4 separate regions of the Mus musculus genome follow, and regions 1, 2 and 4 are each linked to region 3. Evidence: chromatin contacts called from public promoter capture Hi-C data. All regions are on one chromosome and are shown on one strand. The core of a region is the stretch at or near the end of the contact, and the rest is flanking DNA. Distances in the headings are between cores, read along the strand shown. Region 1 has its middle 32 kb from the start of Gm31499. Region 2 has its middle 30 kb from the start of Gm45950. Region 3 holds the start of Ppp1r21 (protein phosphatase 1, regulatory subunit 21). Region 4 has its middle 12 kb from the start of Gm31499.

The links. Promoter capture Hi-C pulls out the DNA fragments that hold promoters and counts their contacts.
Region 1: a contact with region 3 is called in a promoter capture Hi-C map of the 3T3-L1 cell line, with 3 times the contacts expected there. The contact joins the enhancer-like site here to the promoter of Ppp1r21 in region 3. A contact is called at or near these places in 5 of 39 promoter capture datasets (the 3T3-L1 cell line, hippocampal neurons, pre-B cells and 1 more) and 3 of 115 datasets of contacts at active chromatin or transcription factors (embryonic stem cells, pancreatic cancer cells and stem cell-derived neural progenitor cells).
Region 2: a promoter capture Hi-C map of pre-B cells shows a contact between it and region 3. The contact joins the enhancer-like site here to the promoter of Ppp1r21 in region 3. A contact is called at or near these places in 11 of 39 promoter capture datasets (3T3-L1-derived adipocytes, the C10 cell line, the HPC-7 cell line and 6 more), 1 of 15 datasets of contacts at CTCF or cohesin (the NIH/3T3 cell line), 1 of 484 Hi-C or Micro-C datasets (the CH12 cell line), 1 of 115 datasets of contacts at active chromatin or transcription factors (embryonic stem cells) and 1 of 9 other capture datasets (embryonic stem cells).
Region 4: a contact with region 3 is called in a promoter capture Hi-C map of pre-B cells, with 3 times the contacts expected there. The contact joins the enhancer-like site here to the promoter of Ppp1r21 in region 3. A contact is called at or near these places in 6 of 39 promoter capture datasets (the C10 cell line, embryonic stem cells, hippocampal neurons and 2 more), 7 of 484 Hi-C or Micro-C datasets (cerebellum and embryonic stem cells) and 6 of 115 datasets of contacts at active chromatin or transcription factors (all in embryonic stem cells).

What each region holds. Positions count from the first base shown.
Region 1 is chr17:88,191,057-88,197,559 of GRCm38.p6, forward strand. No RefSeq gene overlaps it. Among named protein-coding and RNA genes, the nearest start is that of Gm31499, 32 kb to the left of the region's middle. Within about 2 kb of position 4,410, at least 89 of the 459 cell types and tissues checked have an H3K27ac peak or open chromatin away from gene starts, as enhancers often do. A contact at or near this core is called in pancreatic cancer cells, where this site is marked.
Region 2 is chr17:88,092,659-88,098,799 of GRCm38.p6, forward strand. No RefSeq gene overlaps it. Among named protein-coding and RNA genes, the nearest start is that of Gm45950, 30 kb to the left of the region's middle. Within about 2 kb of position 2,988, at least 6 of the 459 cell types and tissues checked have an H3K27ac peak or open chromatin away from gene starts, as enhancers often do. A contact at or near this core is called in the CH12 cell line and pre-B cells, where this site is marked.
Region 3 is chr17:88,528,228-88,533,986 of GRCm38.p6, forward strand. It overlaps Ppp1r21 (protein phosphatase 1, regulatory subunit 21), which reads left to right and starts at 1,897. Exons shown (of 22, transcript NM_028658.4): 1 at 1,897-2,091. The coding sequence starts at 2,035.
Region 4 is chr17:88,171,172-88,177,693 of GRCm38.p6, forward strand. No RefSeq gene overlaps it. Among named protein-coding and RNA genes, the nearest start is that of Gm31499, 12 kb to the left of the region's middle. Within about 2 kb of position 3,195, at least 21 of the 459 cell types and tissues checked have an H3K27ac peak or open chromatin away from gene starts, as enhancers often do.

The DNA.
Region 1 (6,503 bases), core at 3,160-5,659, 330 kb before region 3:
AGGGATGGAGGATGAATAGTACATGTCATAAGACTCAGATGTAGAAAGATGAGAAGTGAGGGCCAGAGCTCTATTTTGTAGTTGAAACCCAAATCCACCTCATCCTTGAAGTTTCTCAAGGCTGGCTGGCTGCTACGGCAACAAATGGAGACTATTCTTACAGCAGACGGACCTTATAAAACTGGTGTGTTTAGTTATTAGAAAATAAAACTGATTTACTTAAACAATTGAAATTACATTTATTTATTTACTTACTTATTTAGTGTGTACACTTGTGCACACAACGTGTGTGTAGTCTTGCCATGGTACACTTACAGAGATCAGAGGACAACTCTGTGGGAGTTGGTTCTCTCTTCCTGTCATGTAGGATCTGAGGATGGAACTGGTGTTGACAGAACAGCAGCAAGAGACCTTACCTGCTGAACCATCTTGCTGGCCTCAAATGGATTTTGGATCTGAGGTTCATTACTGATAACATAAAGAAAATTAGTATCCTGTGTTTGCAAGTTATGACTTATTTGTAGTGGGCATGGGAACTGGAGTTATCTATGAGCAGACGGGTGTGACATCAGCTTTTTCCAGGCTTACAGAAATTATTGCTGAGCTCGCAGAATGGAGCTCCAGGCAGGAAGGGCCAAGTGGGGAAAAGAGTCCAAGACAAAGCCCACTAAAGTTATTTGCTAATGTGTGAGTTATTCTTTGAAAGGAACTTTGGTCTTTTTGAAAGGGGAGGTTCTCAGATGCCTTGAAACTTTAGGCATCTTCAAAGACAGCTCAGATATTGCTAAGGACAAATATATCTGAGTTCTGCTATCGATGTCACCAGATCCTGTTCAAATGGCACAAGGTAAAGATAAGGTGTAAAGTCATCACCAGGAAGGAATGCTTCCATGTGATGGGTCTCAAGGGCATGATACTGTGGTGGCTGAAGTAAGGATGGCCCCCATAGGCGCATATATTCAAATGCTTAGTCATCAGAGAGTGGGAAGGTTTACATGAGGTGTGGCCTGTTGGAGTAAGTGTGGCCTTGTTGGAGGAGGTGTGTCACCAGGGGTTCCAGGCCCACTGTCAGACTCTCACTCTGTTTACAGATCAGGATGTAGCTCTCAGCTACACTCCAGTGCCTGCCTGCACGCCACCATGCTTCCCACCATGATCATGGACTAAACTGTAAGAAGAGGTTCTGATGCTAACCCTGTTCCCCAACTGGTTCTTGATTTGTCAATAAAGAAAGCCGGGGGTGGGTTGGGGCGGGGATTGCTGAGCAGAGGGTACAGGTGGGACTTCCGGGTCCCGCGGGGAAAAGGCGGACACAAGGAGAAGGCCTTTTTTTCCTGCCATGCTTTGGAGGAAGAACACAACAGACATGTAAGGCCTTGGGGGATGTTTGGCAGGGGCGAGGTGAAACAAGCAACTAAGTTTAGGGCAGAGGGAGCAACAGCGAGAATACATTAGTAAGGGCATGCCTTTCTAGACTGGAGACATCTGCACCCAGAAATTGTGCCTAGTGGGCAAGTTGTAAAGTAACCGAGTTGAGTGTGTGTCTTCTATCTGAGAATTCAAGGGTCTCCGGAGTGAGCTGGTAACTTGGTCACCTCCGGAGCTAGGACAAAGGGGAAGGCAGGAAGGGCCAGAGTGAGGTCCGATTCCGGGCAAAGGTGATAGCTTTTTGAAACTGTAAGGAAGCCCCCAGTTTAATAAATGCTTTCTTTCATAAGAGTCGCCATGGTCTTGATGTCTCTGTACATAACAGAACAGTGGATGAAACACATGTAGACTTATCTCTCTCCGAGAACATGTGGCCTCATGTTAGAGAGAGAGAGAGAGAGAGAGAGAGAGAGAGAGAGAGAGAGAGAGAGAGAATGTGTATATATTAGACATAAAATCCAGTGTCTTATTCATGCTAAGAAAGTGCCTCAGCTCTTGTCTCCTGTTTGAGGGATGTCTGAGACTGACTCACTAAGATAACTGGGGCAGCTTCTGAGTCTCTGGTGAGGAGAAAGGAAAGCAGGAACCAGAGAGGTAAAGAAAGAAAAAGCCAACTTCGATAATGTTCTAATCATGCTGACCTGGTAGCAGGCGCTTGTAAACCTGATATTTGGGGGGCTGAGGCCGGAGGATTGCTAAAAGGTCAAGGATAGCTAGGGCTATAGGGTGAGACTGAATAAAAAACCAAAGAGGAATGTGGCTCAGTTGGTGTTGTGTTTACTTATCATGCAGGAGGCTTTGGGTTCAAACCCTAGCACCATCTGTAATGGGCACACATCTGTGATCCCAATATCAGGTAATAGAGGCAGGAGAATCATGGGAAATGCATCTGTGAACCCAACATCTGGCATACAGAGACAGAAGAATAGAACTTAAGGTAAAGGGTTCAAGGTAAAATTCACCTTCAGGCCTGGCATGGTGGCGCACACCTTTAATCCCAGCACTTGAGAGGCAGAGGCAGGCGGATTTCTGAGTTTGAGGCCAGCCTGGTCTACAGAGTGAGTTCCAGGACAGCCAGGGCTACACAGAGAAACCCTGTCTCGGGAAAACAAACAAACAAACAATTCACCTTCAACTATATTTAAAGTTCTAGGTCAGTCTGGGATATATGGGAACTTTAAACAAACAAGACTATCCAACTGAAGGACTCATGGGGAGAAGTCAGAGCAGAGTGAGCCTTTGAAACTGTGATGGAATTTGAACATCACTTTGCCACTAACTGAAGACTTGGGGGGCAAATACTTCTAATTGTTCTGTGACTTGACTTTTGAATATTTAAGTGAGCACTCATTCATTTTGATTCTCATCTTACCTTCTCTCCTCTTCTGCTTTTTAAAATTACTCCATTAATTTTTCCCCCTCTGTATGGATTTTTCCTGCACACGTGTCTGTGTATTACTTGCATGCCCTCCAAGGCCTCTAGACTTGTTGTGAGCCGCCATGTTAGCACTGGGAATTGAAGCCTGGTTTTCTGGTAGGGTGCCTAGTGCTCCTGACTGAGGAGACACCCCTCATTTTGTTGATGTTTTTAAAGACAGGGTCTTGCGGTGTAGCCCCATCTGGACAAAAACTCATCATCTTTCTGTTTCTGCCCCCCAAGGGCTGGGATCATGTGCGCACCACCACTTGATACGTTGACTTCCAATATTTATTTCTAAGTTACTCAGATATGTGTTCTAATTTTTGATCCCTATTCCCTCACATCCACATGCTCACTCCTCATAAAGAGGCAGCTGTGAGAATCTGGGGTCCTTGGAATAGCAGTTCAGTGACATTTCACCTGCCAAACACCCGGTGAGTGGATTTGGGAGATCTGTCCTCCCCAGCCAAGTCTGGAGAAAACTATAGCCCCAGGCGACGACTTGGCTGTTATCTTCTGAGAGGCCTTGTGCCAGACACCAATGAAGCTGTTTCTAGGTTTTTGACCAACAGAAATTACAAGATAATACATGTTTAACTTGTTTTTACATTCGGAGGGATTTGATATTAAGAAGTAGAGACGTTCTAGCTGGCTCAGACTCCTCTCACAGTGGGCTCAGGTTACCCCTAAACCTGTTCTGTTGGTTACTTTCCTCGGCATAGAACGCATGCTTGGGATAGATATACTTAGCAACGAGACATACCCAAAACAGTTCCCCGAGTTGAGGAAGAAGGGCTATTGTGATAAGAGACAATGGCCCTTGTGGAGGCCTCTTGGGAAACAGCGCTCTGAAAGCAGTTCTGCATCCTTGGAGGACTTACCTGACTGGCGCTTGCAAAGCACACAGAGGCCATGACTCCACACGAGTGACAGTGGACTGTCTTAAACTGACCCAGGCAGTAACTCCAGTTGTAGTTGTTTCTAGATGTGGCATGGTCAGATATCTGGTGGCACGTGCTTTTTCTTTTTACCTGTTCCTGAAGCTCTCAGAAGTTGACCTTGCCTAATCTGTCTTCACCAGGCCGTCTCAGGAGTGAACAACCTGTCCAGGCCAGCAGGAATCAACTCCACAGTGTCCTGACTGCCTTTCCCTTCCATGGGACATGGCACTGGTCTATTACATTAATGACATGTTTAATGGGCACAGTAAACAGAAAGTTCTAGGCACACTTCATGTGTGGAGAGTAGGAGATATACTCCATGGAAACTCGAGGACTGCTGCTTTGGTGAAAGTCATAAGGGTCCAGTTATCTGAGGTATGAAGATATTAGTTTTCTCTGGTGACAGTTAAGTTATTGGTTCAAGGTCTTCCCACCACTAAGAGGCACAAGGTCTCCTGGGTCTCTTGGGCTTTTGGTGGTAATGTATTTCACACTTGGACATTCATCTTTGACTAATTTGCTTAGTGGCTAGAAAATGCCTGTTTTGAGTAATGCTCAGAATGAGAGCAGTCCCTAGACTAGGTCAGGCTGCTGTGCAAACTGTTCCACTCATTTGGGTCATGTGACTCATCGCTGGCCCATGTGACTCATCAGATAGAATGATTCTGGAGATGTAAGGATGCGCTAGGAGTCTTTGGCAAGTTGCCTTGGTGAATCATAGCTCAGATCCTTGGAAATGTTTAGTTAAGTGATACCACATGCTGGGAATAACACTTCTCCTTTGGAGAACAAGTTGTGGCCTGCTGCTAGGCCTTAGAGACTGAGCACTTGGTGGGGAACTACCAAGTTACCATGTGAAAGAGCTATTCCTCGCATGGGTATCGTTTGGCCTACCAAGTCTGAAAGTTGCCAGTGGCTTTGTGAAAAGGCATGAAAGCTTTGAGGGAGACTGGAGTGGGTTGAAGGTCAAGTTGTGTGAGGAAATAGGTCAGTTGTGAACATTCCCCACCTCATGCTATTGGTAGCCTGAGCCTATGACTGTGGAAGAGAATGCTCGAGGCCAGTTTATAATCGGTTCTCCTGATTTGTAGGTGTCACTTGAGAGAGAGACAGACCACAGCTGCACAACCACCTTGGAAAGGTGACAGACAGCAGTATAAAGAAAGCTTTTCATTGGACCGGACTTTGAGCAGAGCACGTGGTAGTTCTCTGCCTGAAATGCTAGTTGGCCAGGTGTTTTGAGCCATCAATTCACTGGCTACAGTTAATGGTTTGTTTACACAGTCAGAGGCTTGGTGGGTACACAACTGGAAAACTGGTGTGTGAGGAAGCAGCCTTTACACAGACCTCTCCACGTGAGCCCAGAGGCTGATGGCATTTGTGTCTCATCTGAAAGCCTGGAAAGGGAGGCTCAGACTGCAATGTCACAATGTCGATCAGGTGAAACGAATGTTTCTGTGATGGCAGCCATCCTTTCCCATCACTGCTGGTATTCCCAATGGGCTATTGAGCACATAGCCAGTGAGTCAAAGAAGCCCTGGGCTCAGCAACACACTAATGAATTCGCATTCACCAGCTACATGGCAGCAAGTTAATTATGTGGGCCTGCTCTGTCAGGAAAAGCATAGCACTCATAGAAACTAGATATGGAGTTGCTTTTTTTTTTTTTTTTTTTTTTTTTTTTTTTTGCTTGCAAGATCCCTGCCCTATCTGTTGTGACTTGTCAGATAATTTTTATTCCAAGCCATTGTATTTTATATATTATTGCATTTGACCACAGAATTTATTTCCCATAATTTAGTGGGGCACTGGGCTCATGTTCAAAGCTACTTAGTCAGAGCAGTGGAACAGCATGTGGAGGCTCAGCAATGGCCACCTGGGTGGTGCTGCTGAGAGGAGTCCTCAGGGTGTAACAAACGCTCTCAGCCCACATTCATTATTGCTGCTCCTTTCTAGCTGGATTGTCGAGCCAGAAATGAAGGGGAGAGCAATGGGAGCTGCTGATAGATATAGATACAGATATAGATACAGATACAGATACAGATACAGATACAGATACAGATAGATACAGATACAGATACAGATACAGATACAGATACAGATAGATACAGATACAGATACAGATACAGATACAGATACAGATACAGATACAGATAGATACAGATACAGATACAGATACAGATACAGATACAGATACAGATACAGATACAGATATAGATATTGAAGGGGCTAGAGAGATATCTCAGTGGTTAAGAGCACTGGTTGCTCTTGCAGAGAACCTGGCCTCAATTTTCATGTCCTACACAGCAGCTCACAATTCTGTGTAACTCTGGTTCTGGGAAATGCAGTGCTCTCTTCTGGCATCCTTGGGCACACAAGTGATGTGCAGACAGCTGTGAAGGCATACCCACCCCCCACCCCCCAACACACACACACATACACACATACAGAATACAATGTAAAGTTTTTGTTTTCTATGTGTATGGGTGTTCTGTCTGCATGTATCTCTGTACTACATGGGTTCATTGCCCACCAATCCAGAAAGCATCAGGCACCCTTATCTGCTAATGAATTCTCTTCCTAGGAGGTTTGAGCCATAAAGAGTTCTTCTTGGACTAGAGGTCATTTTAGTTTTCCGTTGGTTTACTCATTGTCACTCCCTTCTTTGTGTGTTGTTTCAGAAAAGGTCACAGTGGCCAGGTGCCAATCTCAGC
Region 2 (6,141 bases), core at 1,738-4,237, 430 kb before region 3:
GAGGTACAACCGTACCCATTACAATATCTATTACTAAGACAAAACTGCTGCTGCTGCTGCTGCTGCTGCTGTGGAGGATGGCATGGCAGTTCTTCAGAATGCTCAATGGAGTTACCCAGTAACTGCACCACCAGATAAGTACCTAAAAGACTCACCAGCAGCCGGCCAGCAGCCACCTGAACAGCATCTTGCCCACCAGTCATCACAAAAGCTTTACTCATTGTCACTTAAAGGGTAAAACACCTCAAATATCCATTGACAGATGCATGGACGCACAAATTTGGGCGTCTGTGAAACAATTTTCAGCCTAAGAGAAATGTCATTCACTTCTTGCCCAAGAAAGAGTTCTGGAGGGTGAGGCAGGAGAGTTGCTTAAGTCCAGGAGTTTGAGGCTATTTTGGACAACTTAGCAAGACCCTGGCTCAAAGAGTTAAAAAAAATTAACACATCCTTCAACAAGGGAGGACCTTGAAGGTGTTATATTATATGAAATAGAGAAAAAGGTAAATATTGGCAGATGGTGGTGCATGCCTTTTTAGTCTCAGCCATCTGAGTTCAAGGCTAGCCTGGGCTATAGATCAAGACAGGGCTACACAGAGAAACCCTGTCTCTAAACAAAACAAGACAAGATGACAACAACAACAACAACAATAAAGGCAAATACCATGTGATTCAACATATCAGGAGTACCTAAAGTAGTGGAATCATTGATCTAGATAGTAGCAGGGAGATGCACTCTGTGGAAGGAGGAGCAGGGCGGGGTTGTTTACTGTGTGAAGAGCTCCTGTCTGGGAAGATGGAGTTTCAGGGGTGGCTGTGATACAGGGTGGCAGGATTTACTACCACTACTCTGAACATGTGAAAACAGGTTTTTCCATTGTATTTTGCCACAGTAAAAATTGTTAATAGTTGCTTAGGATTTTAGAGTTTGCAAAGTGCTTTTCTCTCGAGTTGTCTTGTTTGTTCCCCACAGTAACTAAGAGGGAGTTAGAGAAGTAATCATTTCTTTATATATTTGAGCAATTGATAGTTCATTTAGTTTAAGTGGACTGCCAAGAGACACAAAGCTACAAAGGGACATGATCAAAATTGGAATTAGGACCAGGATTCTTTTTCTCCTTCCTAACAGAATATTGCTGTGTAGTCCAGGCAGGTCCCTGGCCTCAGCCTCCTGAGAGTTGAGATTATTATTAGTATGGGCGTGTAGTGTTCCTTTCTCTATACAAACTACCTTTCCCAGAGCATAAGACTAACAGATGCCCACCCTCTGCTTGGACTGCATAAACGCAGGTTTCAAAAAAAAAAAAAAAAAATCTTGAAAGGGCTTTCTGGGGAACACAGCCAAAACAACAGGCATAGACATCATTAGCCAGGATCCCTTTCCTCACAGTAAAGTTACGGCAGGCCGAAGAGAATCAGGAGAATCAGGGCAGCAGGCAGTGTCGTAGCCACCCAACTCCTCATCGCCGCTCCGGCCCTTTTAGACAAATTTTAGGGACACCATCTAGCTGGACTGGGATTTCGCTTTTGTCGAATACTCTTTAGAATTCATTTGTAGGCTGTAGGATGATTCTTGACAAGGTTTACATTGTTGCGTTTTACAGTTACCACATAATGTAATTTGGTCAATGTCTGATAGCTTCTTTGAAAAATAGTTACAATTTAAAAACATACAGTGATGGGAGGGATAACAAAGCAGACTTTTTTTTTTTTTTTTTGAATCAGGGAGCAGTGTTTGCATTATCATTTACCTCTCATAAAATCTTCCCAGTAAATTAATTACCTCTAGGAACGAGCCAGGGATGTAAAGAGAGAGCAGCGGAGGGCACGGAGCCAGCCATTCCTTGAGTATGAACGACGTCTCGTTTTCTATGCATCCAACGGTCCCAAAGCGCGTCCACAAGCGTCCTAATCATGGCTGATGGGCTGTGGACTGAAGAAGGGAAGTGTCTGCTACGGAATATTAATGCAGTCTAGCGTCTGCAGCTTCATTTTATGGCAGGCTGAGAGCTGAAATTTTGTGGTAACAAATTTTATTTATTATTTTACCAATTTAAAATGGAATAGTTAACACAAACGCAAAGGAGGACTTTAAATTTTTCTTAGATTTTAAGAGAACTTTAAAGCAGAAGTAATCAAATCTAAATGAATTTGGGGAGAGCCTGGTTTAATTATGGAATTCCAGAACAGCCAGTGCTACATGGTAAGACCCTGTCTAAAACAAAAACAAAACAATAACAGACAGACAGACAGACAGACAAAACCAAACTATATCACCCTGTCTTAAAAAGACTTTAAAGGCCTGGAGAGATGGCTCAGTAGTTAAGAACACTGACTGCTCTTCCAGAGGTCCTGAGTTCAATTCCCAGCAACCACATGGTGGCTCACAACCATCTGTAATGGGATCTGATGCCCTCTTCTGGTGTCTGAAGACAGCTACAAAGTACTCATATAAATGAAATAAATAAATCTTAAAAAAAAAAGGCTTTAAAATATTTTTGGATCTTCTTAAAAAGTACATATTTTACTTCTTACTTATGTGTATGTCTGTATAGCGTGTGTACATATGAAGGGACCCCCACCCCACTCTAGGGCAGAAGCTGGAGCTACTGGCAGTTATGAGTTAACCTATGTGGGTGCTGGGAACTGAACTCCAGTCCTGGGCTAAAGCAGCAAGTGCTCTAACCACTGAACAATCTCTCCAGTTCCTCCCATGTTTTCAAAATAAGCCCATCTTTCATCTCTCATGGAATAAAATAAACTTTATTTTAAAACAATGGTAACCAAAGAACAAGGCCATAGATTCGTGTTAGAGTGCTTGCCTACCTACATATACAATGATGGTTTCTGACCTCCCCCTCAACACTGTTAAGTAAAGAGATAAATAAATAAAAGGATAATGAAATAACGACAGTTAGAGAACACTGCATGCCTGATGTGTCAGCTTTTGCTACTGGAACAAATATCCGAGACAAATCAATTCAGGGAGGAGAAGCTTATTTTGTTTCAGTCCGTGGTTGGTTGGCTCAGCTGCTCTGCGCCTGTGGCAGGCACTAAGACAGCAAGGCACAAGCACATGGCTCAAGATGCCTGTTTCTATCCCCTATGGCGGGGAAGAAAGAGCAGAGGCCAGGGCCCCGGCAGCTCTTCCAAGAGCACGCTATGACCTAACTTCTCTCCAGAAGCCTAACCTAGTGGACATTCTGCCATCTCCTAGTGGCCAATAAACCTGCACAAGATATGCGTTGCTTGATGTAACCTTCTCTGACTAAACTGGACTGGTTTCATTATGATTCTTCATACAGGTCTTGGTCTATGAAAAATACTCATTTAATATTTCTAAGGGAATAATTGGCTCAGGATAAGAATTACTTTTAATCCATCAATGTTTAAAATAATGTTGGTTTTTTTTTTTTTTTTTATGTTTTGTTTTGAGTCAGGAGTAGAGTCTCACTAAATAGCCCTTGCTGACTTAGAACTTGCTATAGAAATCAAGCGACCCTAGATCCTGCCTTTTGCCTTCCGAGGGCTGAGATTAAATGAAGCCCAGCAACAACAGCAAAACATTGTGGAGTTTGTAATTTTTTTCAAGAATATATTTCTCAGAAGGTAAATAATATCTGAATTTGAATTTGATCAGAAACATAGCAAAAGAATTATTTAGGCCCTTGCCACTTGAGACCATGAAACTATTGGAGATGGCAAATTCCACAGAGCAGGTTAGCATCTGTCCTGGGACCAAGGCTCATTACCTTGCTCAGGACATACTTAGGCTTTCTGATTGTTTATCCCACAAATTAAGACTATTGATATGTGAAGAAAATCTCAACTTTTATTTGTTGGTTTCCAATCAAGACCTCTCAGACTGGTTAATTGGGGAAGTTTTTTTTCAGACTTTTGACTGTAGATCTTTAATCATTGTTAGAATGATAAATGCCCTGATTGTTTTCCTGTTTCTAAATAACTTTCCCCCACCAATGCCAGTCAATTGCCACAAGTCGGCTAAACAAAAATCATTTAGTTGCTCTTAAAGACTCAACAATCCTCCACTACAGACTGGTGGCTGCAGGCAAGGCCCGTGGTGGCCACTTGGATGGACTGGAGGGGTGTGGCAGTTATTCTAAAGCCACGAATCTTTTGTAGGAAAGATTATACCAGAGGAGGATCCAGCAAAGAGCCTGCTTTCTGGCTCTTTGGTATTCTAGTTGGGGATCACTGGTAAAATTAGGTGGTAGGGCTGGCAAGATGGCTCAGCAGATAAAGGTGCTTGCTGCTAAGCCTAACAACCTGAGTTTGAACACTGGGACCCACGTGGTGGAAGGAAAGAGCAGACTTCCCTCCACGTGTATCCCGTGGCTCTCACATGTGCGCATGCCGGTGCACACACAGTGAATAAGGCTGGCACTAAAAATTGTATATGATCATTCCGAAGCGGTGTCTTGTCATTTCTTATTTGTGTCTCACTCGGGACATGTAAGGTAGCAAAGGCACTCTCTACGACTGGGACATGGAGGGCACAAAACAGGAAGGAAAAAGGTGATTTGCCTAAGCTCGGTGACAACTTGGGCAGTTGTTCAGTGTTCCTTCCCTGGGACTCTCCCTCTCAGCTGTCTTCTGTTTGCTGCGTGGGTCTTTGTTTGGGAGGGGGGGGGAGGGGGCAAGCTGGGGGAGGGGTTTACTTTTTGATTTGGTTTTAGTTGTTTATGCACAGAGATAGACCAGAAACATTTAGATGGACACGATCATGTCTGCTTCAGGCAGCACTGAAGGTCAAAGACAAGGATGGAGAGAAAGACTGGGCATGATGGCCCATGCCTGTAACGGGAGCATTCGGAGCCCTGGGAGTACGGGGAGCATCGGGAGGCCGGAGGGCCAGAAGCTCAAGGATACTCTGGTGAGGTGAGGTCAAGACCAGCTTAGGCCACATAGTCTTTGTTCTCTAAATTATAAATAAAAACATGAAACAATATCACAAGTGAAGGACACCAGGCTATTAGAGGTGCATGTGCTCCAAGCCAATGCCTTGAGTTTCATCCCCAGGTCCTAAACGGAAAGAGAGGATTAACTCCCAAAGTTTGGGACTTTTGTTGTTGTTGTTTTTCTGTAGCCTTGGCTGTCCTGGTATTTGTTCTATAGACTATGGCTGGACTTAAACTCACAGAGATCCTCCTATAGCTCTGCCTCCCAAATTCTGGGGTTAAGGGCGTCACTACTGCCTGTCTCTCCCACAAATTTTTATCAGCTCTCCACATAAGTGCCATTGTGTACATTTGCGTATATAAATAAATAATGAATGTAATTTTTAAAAAGTGTATTGCACAAAACGCTGCTTTTTATTTTTTCCACTTTGATAAAATTACGTCTAAGCTGTGGAGTGGAGATGGACAGTTTACCATGCAGGAGCAAAAGTGTGTAGCTTTTGTGTGTTTGCTACCACGGAATCTCCTACCTTTGTAGTTAAGGTTCTCTATTGCAGATGAAATCATCTCTGTTGGTTCAGTTTTGCTTTAAAATGGTCTCTGTTGAATAAACAGCGAGTCAGTGGCAAGTTCAATTCCCAGACAAGGCTGTTTGTCCTTGAGATGGCTGCTGTGTAGTCAGCTCTGGGGCTGGGGGTCATGGCAGGCTGCTTGGTCCAGTATGTGTGCACTGTGTGTGTGTGTGTGTGTGTGTGTGTGTGTGTGTGTGTGTGTGTGCGCGCGCGTGTGCGCAGAACAGTATGTGTGTGATCCATGAGCTACACTGCAGCTAGCTAACCTGGCTGCTGGTCTGCCTCACAGTGCTGACAAGGCTACTTGCTCCTGCCTCTGCCTCGCAGAACAGTCATACCCTATGGCTCAACTCCATCCCCATGCTAGGGTGGGGATTCTCAGACTATCTTTTTGGGGAGCAGGGCAAAGCTTTGTTTTCTTTACATTTTAGCTTATCTTTGGATCTGTCTAACATAGTTGCCTGCCCCTGCCAGGAATTCCGTCTACAAACTGTGGTCACAATACGTCTGCTTCACCTGTCTCTGTTTTTTTTTTTTTTCCTTTTCTGACATCTTGAGATTTCTTTCTTCCTGGCTTCCAGTGAAACTCCATAATGCATATGATTAGATAGTCTATCTCTTGTAATTAATAGGAAATGTAGTCATTACAA
Region 3 (5,759 bases), core at 647-3,146:
GGTAATAATATTTACTTTAAAAAACCTAGAGAAATCAAGTTGATGCTCCTCTGTCCTGTTTCATTTCCTTCTTTTTCTGCTAGAGGCACCGAACAACCAGTGTTCTAGTTGTCTCTGTGTTTTTACTACATATTCATGTGTTTAAGAATAATGTTGGGCCGGGCAGTGGTGGCACACGCCTTTGATCCCAGCACTTGGGAGGCAGAAGCAGGCAGATTTCTGAGTTCGAGGCCAGCCTGGTCTACAAAGTGAGTTCCAGGACAGCCAGGGCTACACAGAGAAACCCTGTCTCAGAAAAAAAAGAAAAAGAAAAAGAAAAAAACCAGATGGCTCAGTAGGTAAGAGCACTGATCCTAAGGTCCTGAGTTCAAATCCCAGCAACCACATGGTGGCTCACAACCATCTGTAATGAGATCTGGTGCCCTCTTCTGGTGCTTCTGAAGTCAGCTACAGTGTACTTACATATAATAATAAATAAATCTTTGGGCCTGAGCAAGCAGGGACTGAGTGAGCCAGGCCAGCTGGAGTGAGCAGAGGTCCTAAAAATTCAATTTGCAACAACCACAAGAAGGCTCACAACCATCTGTACAGCTACAGTGTACTCATATACATTAAATAAAATAAAAATCGGAATAATGTTACTTCACATATTATGGAGATTATACACACACACACACACACACACACACAGTACATACTGTGTGTGTGTAGTCCAGACTGCTCTCAAACTTGACTTCCTCATGCCTCAGCCTCCCAAATGCTAGGACTGCTGGTATGACTAAACATGTCTGGCTACTTCCACTTCATAATTTTTAAGATTATTTATAGTATATTACAATTCACTATTTTTTTTTTAAAGACAGAGTTTCACTGGCTGGCCTGAAACTTAATATGTAAACCAGTAGAGATCCATTTGCCTGTCTGCCTTCTAAGTACTGAGATTAAAGGTTTATACAGCTGCACCCAGTGCAATTGACTTATTTAGCATAATGTTCATATGTATGTGTTTGTGTACAAATGTAGTTCATTAGTTTCAACTGTCATATTATGTCTCAAGAAACACATATCTTTCTTCATTCATATTATTCTAACAAGAAATACTTCAATGCTATACCTACATTAATCCTCAACAGAACTGTCAAAAATATTTTAAATGAAAAGGAGCAGTTTTTCATCATAAGGTATCTCAAGATATCTAGTCTAGCCGTTTTTTTTTTAAAAACAAAACAAAACATTAATGGTCTTTACATCTCAATGCGTGGTAGAAATTTTCAGAAACTGTATGTTCTTTTACGGCTTAAAATGTTCTGATAGATGAATAAGGGTCAGGGGCGGGCATGTGGCATTTGAGTAGAGAAAGGTCAATGACAAAACACAGAAGACAATGAAGGTTTTCTGATCTGAGAAGGGGAGAAGGGCAAACGGTATAAATATGTGCTAGGTTGGACGGTTTACAGTGTAGCACAAGTCTGGGTATCCAGATAATGAATGAGAAGGCGGAAAACAAGCTTCCAAGAAGCAAGCGACTGACGCTAGGCGGTTGCTATGGCGACTAGGGGACTGGGTAGCCAGAATTCTTGATGTTCTTAGAATGCTTCTCCTTGCATCCTCTGTCTCTCCCTTCGGTGTTCCATCCATTCCGTAGGCACTCATTCTCCTCCCGCTTGATTCTGGCTCGCCCGGAAACGGGTCGCCATCTTCCCGCCTCTTCCAACATGGCGTCTAGGGTCTCAGGAGGGGCAAAAGCACCGCACAGGCGGGTCCGTCGGGCCGCACATGCGCGAACCGGAGCACCAGAGGGCGGGGCGGTGATGTCAAGACGTCGCCCCGCCCCCGGTGGTCGCCCCGCCTCTGGTCCCGCTCCTCCTCCCTCCCGCCTGGAAACCCGGAAGTGGAGGAGGAGGAGGCGCGGCGGCGGCGGCGGTGCTGCAGAAGCTGGCTGAGCCCTGCCCGGGAGGAGCAAGTGTGGGGTTGGGGGCGGGGGGCGGGGCTCGGCAGCCCGGGCGGCCAGGCCTGGACGGGGCGGGGGAGGCCATGGCCTCCGCAGAGTTGCAGGGGAAGTACCAGAAGCTGGCTCAGGAGTACTCGAAGGTACCCATCGTGGGTGGGGGAGACAGGGGTTTCTGGCCCGGAGGCCTCAGCTGGCCGTGGCAGCGATTTGGGATGGTGGGGGGGATGCAGAGGGCTCCTCCTCTCCTCTCCACCTCCTGCTTCCACCATTACGATGCCTCCACCTGCAGCTCCATGGAGATAGGGCCGGGCGGTGTCTGGGTCCGTGTGCGTCTCTGCAGAAAGGAGCTGGAGTTTGAGTCTTCCTTCTCGCTGGACCAGCAGGCTTAGAAATGGAATGACAGAAATCCAAGGCACAGCTCTTGGTGCTAGCCTGAGGGGAAGGGAGGAATGAGGGACCACCCTATGCTCTCTGCTTTCTCAGTTCGCCCGATGATGGGGAAATCACCATCTCCTTTTCGCGAGGAGATGCTTTTAAAGTTAAAACGACTTATTTGCCACCACATCAGTTTGGGAGCGTAAACGGCCTCATTGGGATGGGTGCTTTGGAATACAGATGTTGTCGCCACTGATTTTGACAGCTTGGGTGGTGGGGCTGATGTCTTTTTCTCTTGCACCTTCCTTCCGTGGAATGGGGCAGTGCACACCGCAGGTTCTCCTTAAATACAGAATTATGCAAAACAGGGACCCGGCCTTCTGAAGTGTCAGTCTTTCAAATGGTGAAACCTTTTTCTTGGACAAGGGTGGTGCAGTTTCTGGGTAGGGTTTTCTGCCTGAAGAATATTCTAATGAAGTTATTAAAGCAGAATCTCACGCCTTTGAAAAGGATTCGGTAGTCGTGTTTAATTTCCAATTATCTTGGCATTCACAGAAGCAATGAAAAGATTTCGCCCTTTTTCTAATTTGAAAAAAAAAAAAACCCAAGTGTACGACATCCCCCTTTATGATTTTATTAAGCTTGTATTTGGGAAGGTAAAGTGAAATATAAAGAAATGATACTGGCACCTAAGCGTGCACCCTTAAGTCCTCAGCATCAGATGGGAGCCTTGATGGCATTCAGCTTATCACTCACCTTGTCCACTCCCTTTGTAGTTCCGTCTGAAATCCTCGTAGACTTCTGTGGCTCAGCGCCTGAGATAGTGCATTGTCTTTTGGGGGAGGATTCCCTTGTTTGGAACAGTTCCATATAACGAAGGAGGGTGGGTGGAGGATGGCAGTGCCCAAATTTGCCACTACTATTTTTGGTTGAAAATGTTTCATGCATATAAAGTAAGGGGCCCGATTTCCATCTCTGGAGGGTAAATAACTTTGAAAGTTTGGTTCCAAATGGCCAGTGAGTAGAGTTCCAGAAGGGCTCAGAGCAGTGGCCGTGTTGCGGGAATAATTATATCACCTCCTAAAGTAATGAAAGGCATGGAAAGGTTTTATTCTTTTGGGTATGTTAATGTGTTCAACAAACTCATGTTATATGTGCACCCCGCAAGCAGTGTGCCAGGCTCAGTTGAGAAAGCCGGAGTTCAAGCTGCACAATCACCTTTAATAGACCCTTAAATTAGCGTGGCCTGCAATTATGATACAGTGTAGCAAGTGATGGTCAGCGCAGCTCAGAGGAGAGGTCACTGGGGAAGGGGGAGTTCCTTACACTAGGGAGTAGGGAAGGGGATGAAGAGAGTGGTAGCTTTCCATGTAACTCGGTTAGCCTATGCTGGCTGTCCTGAAAACATCTTAAGATACATGGCAGGCAGAGTGTGGTGAAGGGAGAGTGGGCTAGATCATGAGGGCTGTGGATTTCAGATAAGATGTGTGCAATGGGAAGGTCAAAGAAACCCAACCATCCATCTGTCCATCCACCCGTCTGTCCGTCCATCCGTCTATCTATCCATCTATTTATTAGTGTGTGTGTGTGTGTGTGTGTGTGTGTGTCTCTGTCTGTGTCTGTGTGTGTGTGTGTGTGTGTGTGTGTGTGTGTGTGGGTGGGGTGGGGTGGGGTGATGGTGATGGCGAGGAGGAGGAGACAGCTTTTGGGGGTTGATCTTCTTCTTCTTCTTCTTCTTCTTCTTCTTCTTCTTCTTCTTCTTCTTCTTCTTCTTCTTCGGGGTTGATCATCATCATCATCTTCTTCTTCTTCTTCTTCTTCTTCTTCTTCTTCTTCTTCTTCTTCTTCTTCTCCTCCTCCTCCTCCTCCTCCTCCTCCTCCTCCTCCTCCTTCTCCTTCCTTCCTTCCTTCCTTCCTTCCTTCCCTCCTTCTTCTCCTTCTTCTCCTTCTCCTTCTTCTTCCTCCTCCTCCTCTTCCTCCTCCTCCTCTTTCTCCTCTTCTTCTTTTCTTCTTCTCCTCCACCATGTAGATTCCAGGAACTGTACTGAAATCATCAGGATTGGTGACAAGTGCCATTAATGGTTGAACCATCTTGTCAGCTTCCAAAGGTCTCTTTTACTGAGGGAGTAACATTACTCTTTGGAAGGAAATTGGTAACCATATGGTAGATAGGCTGGAATAGAGATGTTCGGTTGTTGGACTACACTGGGAAGAAAATGTAGGCTTAAGTAAGTAAAGTTGGTATCTGGAGTGGAGAGGAGAGTTCAGGAGTTTTGGTTTAACAATACGTTTTTTTTAGCTTACCGGTTTTGAGAGCCTGCTTCCTTCATACCACTGGGCTCAGGAAAGATATGAACAGGGTATAAACTGTTTGTCCTCAGGTCTCTTCAGGACTTGGTAACTAAGGGAAGACACAGAGTTTGACAAAGCTCTGAGGTGAAGGATTGTGCTTGCCATAACCAAGCAAGGTCAAGTGGGAGCAAAGCGGTGTTTTAAAGATGTAGACTTGGAATTTAGGGATGCAGAACACGTGAAAGTTGCATGTTTCCTATGTTAGCTTGAGTTGATGTTGAGAATACTTGATGAAAAAATTTTAATGGAGCTAAACTTGCTAAAAATGGGGTTAAAGATTAGTTCCTTAAAATATTCTGTACAGGTGAACTTGGAGAGTTAATGAGGGTACAGCTGTAGAGAACACCTGTAGGAATGATGTGCTAAGGCGCTTTGCTCTGCTGGACTTGGGGTCATCTCCCCTGTTGGGCCAGATCATTTCTCATTCTTTCGTGTCCACTGTCACAGACATTTCTGAACATAGAAACCATAGAAACAAAAAGGCTGGGTGAGGTGGCTCAAACCTGAGGCAGGGGGGTTGCTGTGAGTTCTCTATGTAGACCAGCTTTGGCTACATAGAGAATTCCAGGCCAGCCTGTGCTATAATGTAAGACCAAGTCTCAAGCACACACACACTTGCACACACGCGTGCTCTCTCTCTCACACACACATACACACACACACACACACACGTGCTCTCTCTCTCTCACACACACACACACACACACTCACACTCACACACACACACACACACATGCTCACACACGCACACGCATGCATGTTCGCTCAGTTGCATGTTCACACATACACAGACAGACACACTGGTCAAGGACTTGATGTTGTTTTATTTCCTGTCCGCTGTACTGTAAAGCAGTTTCTAGATTAGGTCCTTCTCCTTGATAGCCTTGTGCCTGGAAGAGGTGTTTTACCTGTTAATTCCCTTCCCTGGTGCACAGATACTGGGCTGATACTGAAGGGCACTTGTATTGCTCTTCTACCTTATTTAGGATGCTAAGGGGGGAGATTTCCTGTTAATATATGAAAGGAGAGAAGCAGGCAGAGTCCTGAACTAGGAACGTTTGCATTCCTCCTAATCTCCTTC
Region 4 (6,522 bases), core at 1,945-4,444, 360 kb before region 3:
TCTCTAGCTGCATATGTAGCAGAAGATGGCCTAGTTGGCCATCACTGGGAAGAGAGGCCCCTTGGTATTGTAAACATTATATGCCCCAGTACAGGAGAATGTGCCAGGGCCAAGAATTGGGAGTGGGTGGTTAGGGGAGCAGGGCGGGGGAAGTGTATAGGGAACTTTCAGGATAGCATTTGAAATATGAAATATATATGAAGAAAATATCTAATAAAAATGTGCAAATAAATAAATAAATAAATAAATAAATAAATAAATAAATAAATCCTGGGATATGATTTTCTGAAAGTTACCTGGTAAAAGTGCATGTTGTGTTTTGCTGGAGCAGACACTTCAGAGACCATGTGATATTTGCAAAGAGTATAAGTATTATCCAATAGACAGTGGACAATGCTTTTGCATTGGTTAGTTTTGCTATTCTTTGCTGGTCTTTGTTGGGCTGATGACACTCTTGCGTTGATTCACCTTGCTTTCTTCTCTGATCATTACCTTGCTGTGACTTTGTAGAGAGAAATGCACCAAAGAAATTCTGGTGGGATTCCAGCTGCTTCTTGCTGTTGCTGTGGACTTCTGCTGATTTGCAGAATCTTGTGGTTTCTTCTGGATTAAGCTGCTACTGCTGATTCATGTTTGGTGTTTGCTGAGTGAACACAGCTGCTAATGCCGATTCCTCTGTGATATTTTGCTGAAGGACTGCACTGCTGACAACGAAGACTTAAAGAACTATTTCTAAACAAGTCCACAATGCACTTCCTAAAATCTTTCTTCTCCCCTTCCTTTGATGGTTTGTGGGCTAGAAGGGAGGTTGAAGTATTACAGAACTATTTGAAAAATTTTAAGCCTAAAATTCATTGTTTTCTTGATATTTATTCTAGTTTTCTGAGTTCTTCATATAGTCTACAAAAATTATATAGGATGCATAGGTGTAAGGAGATTACTTTTTTCCTGCTTTTTATGCCATGCTTTCTTCACTCAAAGGTGGTGTCCTTTGCTTTACAGAAACTGAAAGATGGAGAGTTAGTGTGCATCAAGGGTGTGGTCCATAGTACAGCTACCATGCTTCAGTATATGGCCATCCAAATAAGACTACATGAGTAGCAGTAATCAGGTATAGGTTTCAAAAAACTTGGGTCATAAAGCTGGGATGCAGTGAATGGCAGGGCATAGAAGAGAAGGGTGAATGTGGTCAGAACAGTGTTTGAATTTCTAAGAAATTAATTAAATATCTTTAATTGGTGGATTTTTTTAAAGGAGATGGCTAGTGGGTAAAATTGGTTTGTGAGCAAGAATAAAGACCTACCTGAGGATTTCTATTATCTTTATAAATTTTTAAAAAATATTTTTATTAGGTATTTTCCTCATTTACATTTCCAATGCTATCCCAAAAGTCCCCCATACACCCCTCCCCACTCCCCTCCCCACCCACTCCCACTTTTTGGCCCTGGCGTTCCCCTGTACTGGGGCATATAAAGTTTGCAAGTCCAATGTGCCTCTCTTTCCAGTGATGGCCGACCAGGCCATCTTTTGATACATATGCAGCTAGAGTCAAGAGCTCAGGGGTACTGGTTAGTTCATAATGTTGTCCCACCTATAGGGTCCTCTTGCTTTTTTTGCATTGATTCCTGGCTCCATGTGGTTCACTCAGGGGGTCCCTGGTAAGCTAAGGCTCACCAGAGTCTTACAAAAGCAGGGACGTTGGATGGCTCTTCATACAGGATGAAGAGTCTTGATGGCCTGATGGAAGCCCCCTATAATGTCTCATGCTCTTAATGTTGCTATAGAATTTGTAAAGTCACCATTGTAACAGGATATCCTGTGGAAAATGATGAAGGGGACTTAAGTGAGCATCTAGGCTACCAAGGCTCTGGAGACAAAATGTAGGCCACAGAGGGGCAGATGAGGCAAAAGCAAATTCACACATACACACACACACACACAGACACGCACACACACACTCTCTCACCCCCCCACACCCACACACATACACTCAGACACACTTGCACACATACACACATACACTCACACTCACATACACTCAAACATACACATACACTCACACACACTTGGACATGCATGCACTTAGGCAGAGTTTTCATTTCAAGCTAAGTCAGTTTGACAAATCTCTCTCTCTCTCCTCTCTCTCTCTCTCTCTCTCTCTCTCTCTCTCTCTCTCTCTCTCTCTGCTGTATATTTAATTTCCTGATTGACAAACCCATACTTGATTTTAAGTGATGAAATTAAAAAAAACAGCTCATTGGTGAAAACCCACCTTTCTCACTATTGGTTGAGTGTGTACTACTCCTGCAGAGGGCTTGAGATTGGTTTCCAGCAATCATGCTGGGTGGCTCCTAAGAACTTGAAATGCCAGCATGGAGGAGTCTAGCGCCCTCTCTTGGCCTCCTGGGGCACATGTACATAAATGCACAAACCACACACAGACATACACATATACATATATTTAGAAATAAAAATGAAATTTTAAAAAAGTTTAATGTTTTGCAATGTGTTATTTGTCTGGGCAGAAAATTCACAAAGATTCTATGTAAAGATATGATGTCTCATGCTGCAGTAAACAATAGCCCCTTCTCATGTCCCAGAGCAGAGACCAGAAGGTTGTTATCTCAATACTGCAGGCAGGAAACAGAACTAGGAGGAGGCTGCATCTCTTCCTCAAGTGTCCTTCATATTCCAGAGCATCTCAGCAGCGCAGTGTGTGCTAAGTCTTGTAAGTGCCCAGATAAGAACAGTGAGCCGATTGCTATCACCTGTGAATAGTGATGGAGCTCTGGTGCCAGCCTCACCCGATGGTGAAAGCTATAAATTATTAAAATAAAAGATATCTGATGTGCATTTCTGGACTTAAAAATTCTGTAATCTGGTGAGAGACCCCAAACCTCAGAATGTTTAAAAGTTTACAAGAATACTAGAAAAAAAAAAAACCCTAAGGTTTCCAGAAAACATACTGGGCATGTATGCTACAGAGGTGTGTGTGTGTGTGTGTGTGTGTGTGTGTGTGAGAGAGAGAGAGAGAGAGAGAGAGAGAGAGAGAATTCATAAAGCAGTGGGGATTTAACTGGACCTTGGGGAAGGCAGACTGGATGGAGAGTTATCATTAATATTATACAGTGAGACTATGCTTATACATGAGAGCAGCTGTATAAACACGGACCCTTCCAAGTCTCCATTCGAGAGCACTCTTTGAACAGAAATCTGAAAGCAATTCCCTTTGCGTAAGCATCACGCGGAGGGGATGGGAGAACCAGCGCAAGAGGCCAGTTCTGCTTCGACCCCTTGTTTATTCCTTGGATTATGTTTGCTTAAGCTTTCCAGGCCAGCTTGCACACCTCTGTGTGGAAGGGCTCTGCGGTTGTGATGTGAGTGAATTCTTCAGCTCTCCTAGTTCCTGGAGCCCTGAAGCTGCGAGACTCCAAAGCCTTGTGCCAGTCACAGACGATCCACTTTAAGAGCTTTCTGAGGCAGCCTCCTGGGCTTGGCAAACACTGTGACTTGGTGTGATCTTGGCAGGGTGGAGCACTACTTTCATTCTGCCCTTAGAAATTTGGTTAGCAAGGGGTTGGGGGGGCACTTGGGGATTGGACGACCGGCTGATTGAGGAGAGAGGTCGGTGAACACAGAATGTCACTAGAGTCCTTTGCACTCACTGGAGCCCCATCAGACAGTAGATGCACACTGGAAAACCTTTTTATAACGAGTTCTTTGCATCTGTGATCTGAGTCCAAAAGGCTCCAACTTTACCCACTCCCTCCTAGTCTTTTTACTCCTCTATAGGAAAGTCATGTTCTTTTGTTTACCCCAGCAATGATGTCTCTCCCCTACAGAGAACATGTGTTGACAAAACACAAGCATCCAGCAATTCAAGCCTCTACATTTAGAAAAATGGTTGGCTTTTAGTTGAAGAGAACATTGGAAATTTACTTTCCATCCCAAAACAGCTAAATTGCTACACATCAATTACATCTGAAGAACAAAGTAAGAAAGAAAATTTCAGGTATCAAAAACTAAGAGGTTAGGGAGAGATGGCTTAGTAGTTAATAGAGGTATTCCTCTCCTTGAAAAGAACAGAAATTCATTTCTAGCATGCAAGTTGGGTGTTTCCCTGCCACCCGCAACCCCAACTTAGGCGGACTCTGATGCCCCCTACTGGCCTCCTTTGGCACCTACACTAATGTGCACATGCCCACCAACCAATTAAAAATAAAAATACTTCCTTAAAAAACAAACAGATAACTTGGAATGGGAGAGTCTTCATAGGGAGTCTATGAAGGTGACTCTAGCTGAGACCCCCTAGCAATCGGGGATATGGAGCCTGAAGTGGCCATTGCCTGTAGCCAGGCAGGACACCAACCCACCCACAAAATCTTCAGCCTAAAATTTGTCCTGCCTACAAGAAGTGCAGGGACAAAGAGGGAACAGCCAACAAATACCTGGCCCAATTTGAACCCATCCTATGGGCAAGCACCAATCCCTGCCACTATTAATAAAACGGTTGCACTTGCAGACAGGAGACCAATATAACTGTTCTCTGAGAGGCTCTACTCAGCAGCTGACTGAAACAGATGCACAGCCGAACATTAGGCAGAATTTGGAGACTCTTGTGGAAGGGTCGGGAGCAAGGATGAGGGACCGGAAGTAGGTAGCGACTCCACAGGAAGACCAACAGAGTCAACTAATTTGGACCCTTGAGGGCTCCCAGACACTGAACCATCAATCAAAGGGTGATCATGAGCTAGACCTAGGCCACCTCCCCCGTTTTGTATCATGCAGGTTCCCCAACAACTGGAGTGTGAACTCACCCTGACTCGTTTTTCTGCCTGTGGATCCCGTTCCCCTAACTGAGCTACCTTGTCTGGCCTCAGTGGGAGAGGAATCACCTAGTACGTCAGTGACTTGAGGTGCCAGGGGTGGGGTGGGGTGGTGGTAGTGGTTGGTACACAAGGGGAACTTCCCTTTTCTCAGAGGAGAAGGGGAGGGGGGACTGGGAGGAGAAGTGAGACTGTGATTGGGTTGTTAAGTGAATAAATAAATTAATTCATTAATGGTAAAACAGTCAAGCAACAACAACAACAACCAACCAACCAACCAACCAACACAACCCAACCACAGAGAGAGAATCCACAGAGATAAGTGGAATGTGAACACCACGAGCAATCCACCTCCCCCCTTTGGGGTTTTAATCATTGCTGTGAACTGGTTAAGTCTTTAGGCTGCTGCTAAGCTTCTCAATCCCCTAGAGACTGTGGTTGTGACCTGTTGTCACTTTTGGGCTCTGAACATCTAAAGAGGCAACTCAGCAAAATCTTTGATATGTGCTAGCTGAACAGGCTCAAATCCTGTGACCCTCTCATGGTTTATAGAGAAGCTGTGAACTGAGAATCCAAACTCAATGTTCTTATGCAGTTGTGAATTCCATGAATCTTAAACAAAGGTAGCTCTGTGTGTGTGTGTGTGGGGGGGGGGGAAGCCTCACAGGTCTTCTCTATCTCCCAGAGCACAATGCAAAAGGGGCTTTCAGCTTTCAGTCCACAGAAAGTGAGAAAGGTGTAGCCTGTGATGAAGGATACGTTTTAAAGGAAGAAAATTTGTCTATCATCTATCTATCTATCTATCTATCTATCTATCTATCTATCTATCTATCTATCACTCTATCAATCATCTATCTACCAATCATCTACATAGCTATCTATCATCTATCCATCCATTTTATCTATCAATCATCTACCCATCTATCATATCTATCTATTTATTCACTATACCTACCCTATCTCTCTATCTCCCTATCTCTCTCTCTCTCCTATCTATCTATCTATCTATCTATCTATCTATCTATCTATCTATCTATCTATCTATCTATCTATCGACAAGATTTCTCTGTATAGCCCTTGCCATCCTGGAACTTGCCCTGTAGACTAGGTTGCCCTTGAAATCATAGATCTGCCTGCCTCTGCCTCCCAAGTGCTGGGACTAAAGGTGGGAAGAAAATTTTAAAAATTATATAGTAACTCTTTCAAAGTTCTGTTTTCTTAGTCACAACTTATTTAGTGCCTTTATGTTGGATAGAAAGTGTTCTTCTAAAAGGCTATTACAGGGGCTTTCCCTAGATGGTGGCTCTACTTTGGGGCGTACTGGACTTTACGAGATACAAACTAGTTGGAGGCTGTGGGTCACAAGGGACCTGTCCTAGGAGGCTATATATTGTCCTAGGACATGCTCTTTCTCCCTCTCTGCATTCTACCTCCCATGAGGTCCCGAGCCTCTGCCCTATGTCTTTGAGTTTTCTTTGACTGTTGTGTCAATGTTTTCTATGGTGTCTTCTGCACCTTAGATTCTCTCTTCTATCTCTTGTATTCTGTTGGTGATGCTTGCATCTATGGTTTCTGATCTCTTTCCTAGGTTTTCTATCTCCCTTTGTGATTTCTTTATTGTTTCTAGCTCCATTTTTAGATCCTGGATGGTTTTGTTCATTTCTTTCACTCGTTTGATTGTTTTCCTGTAATTCTT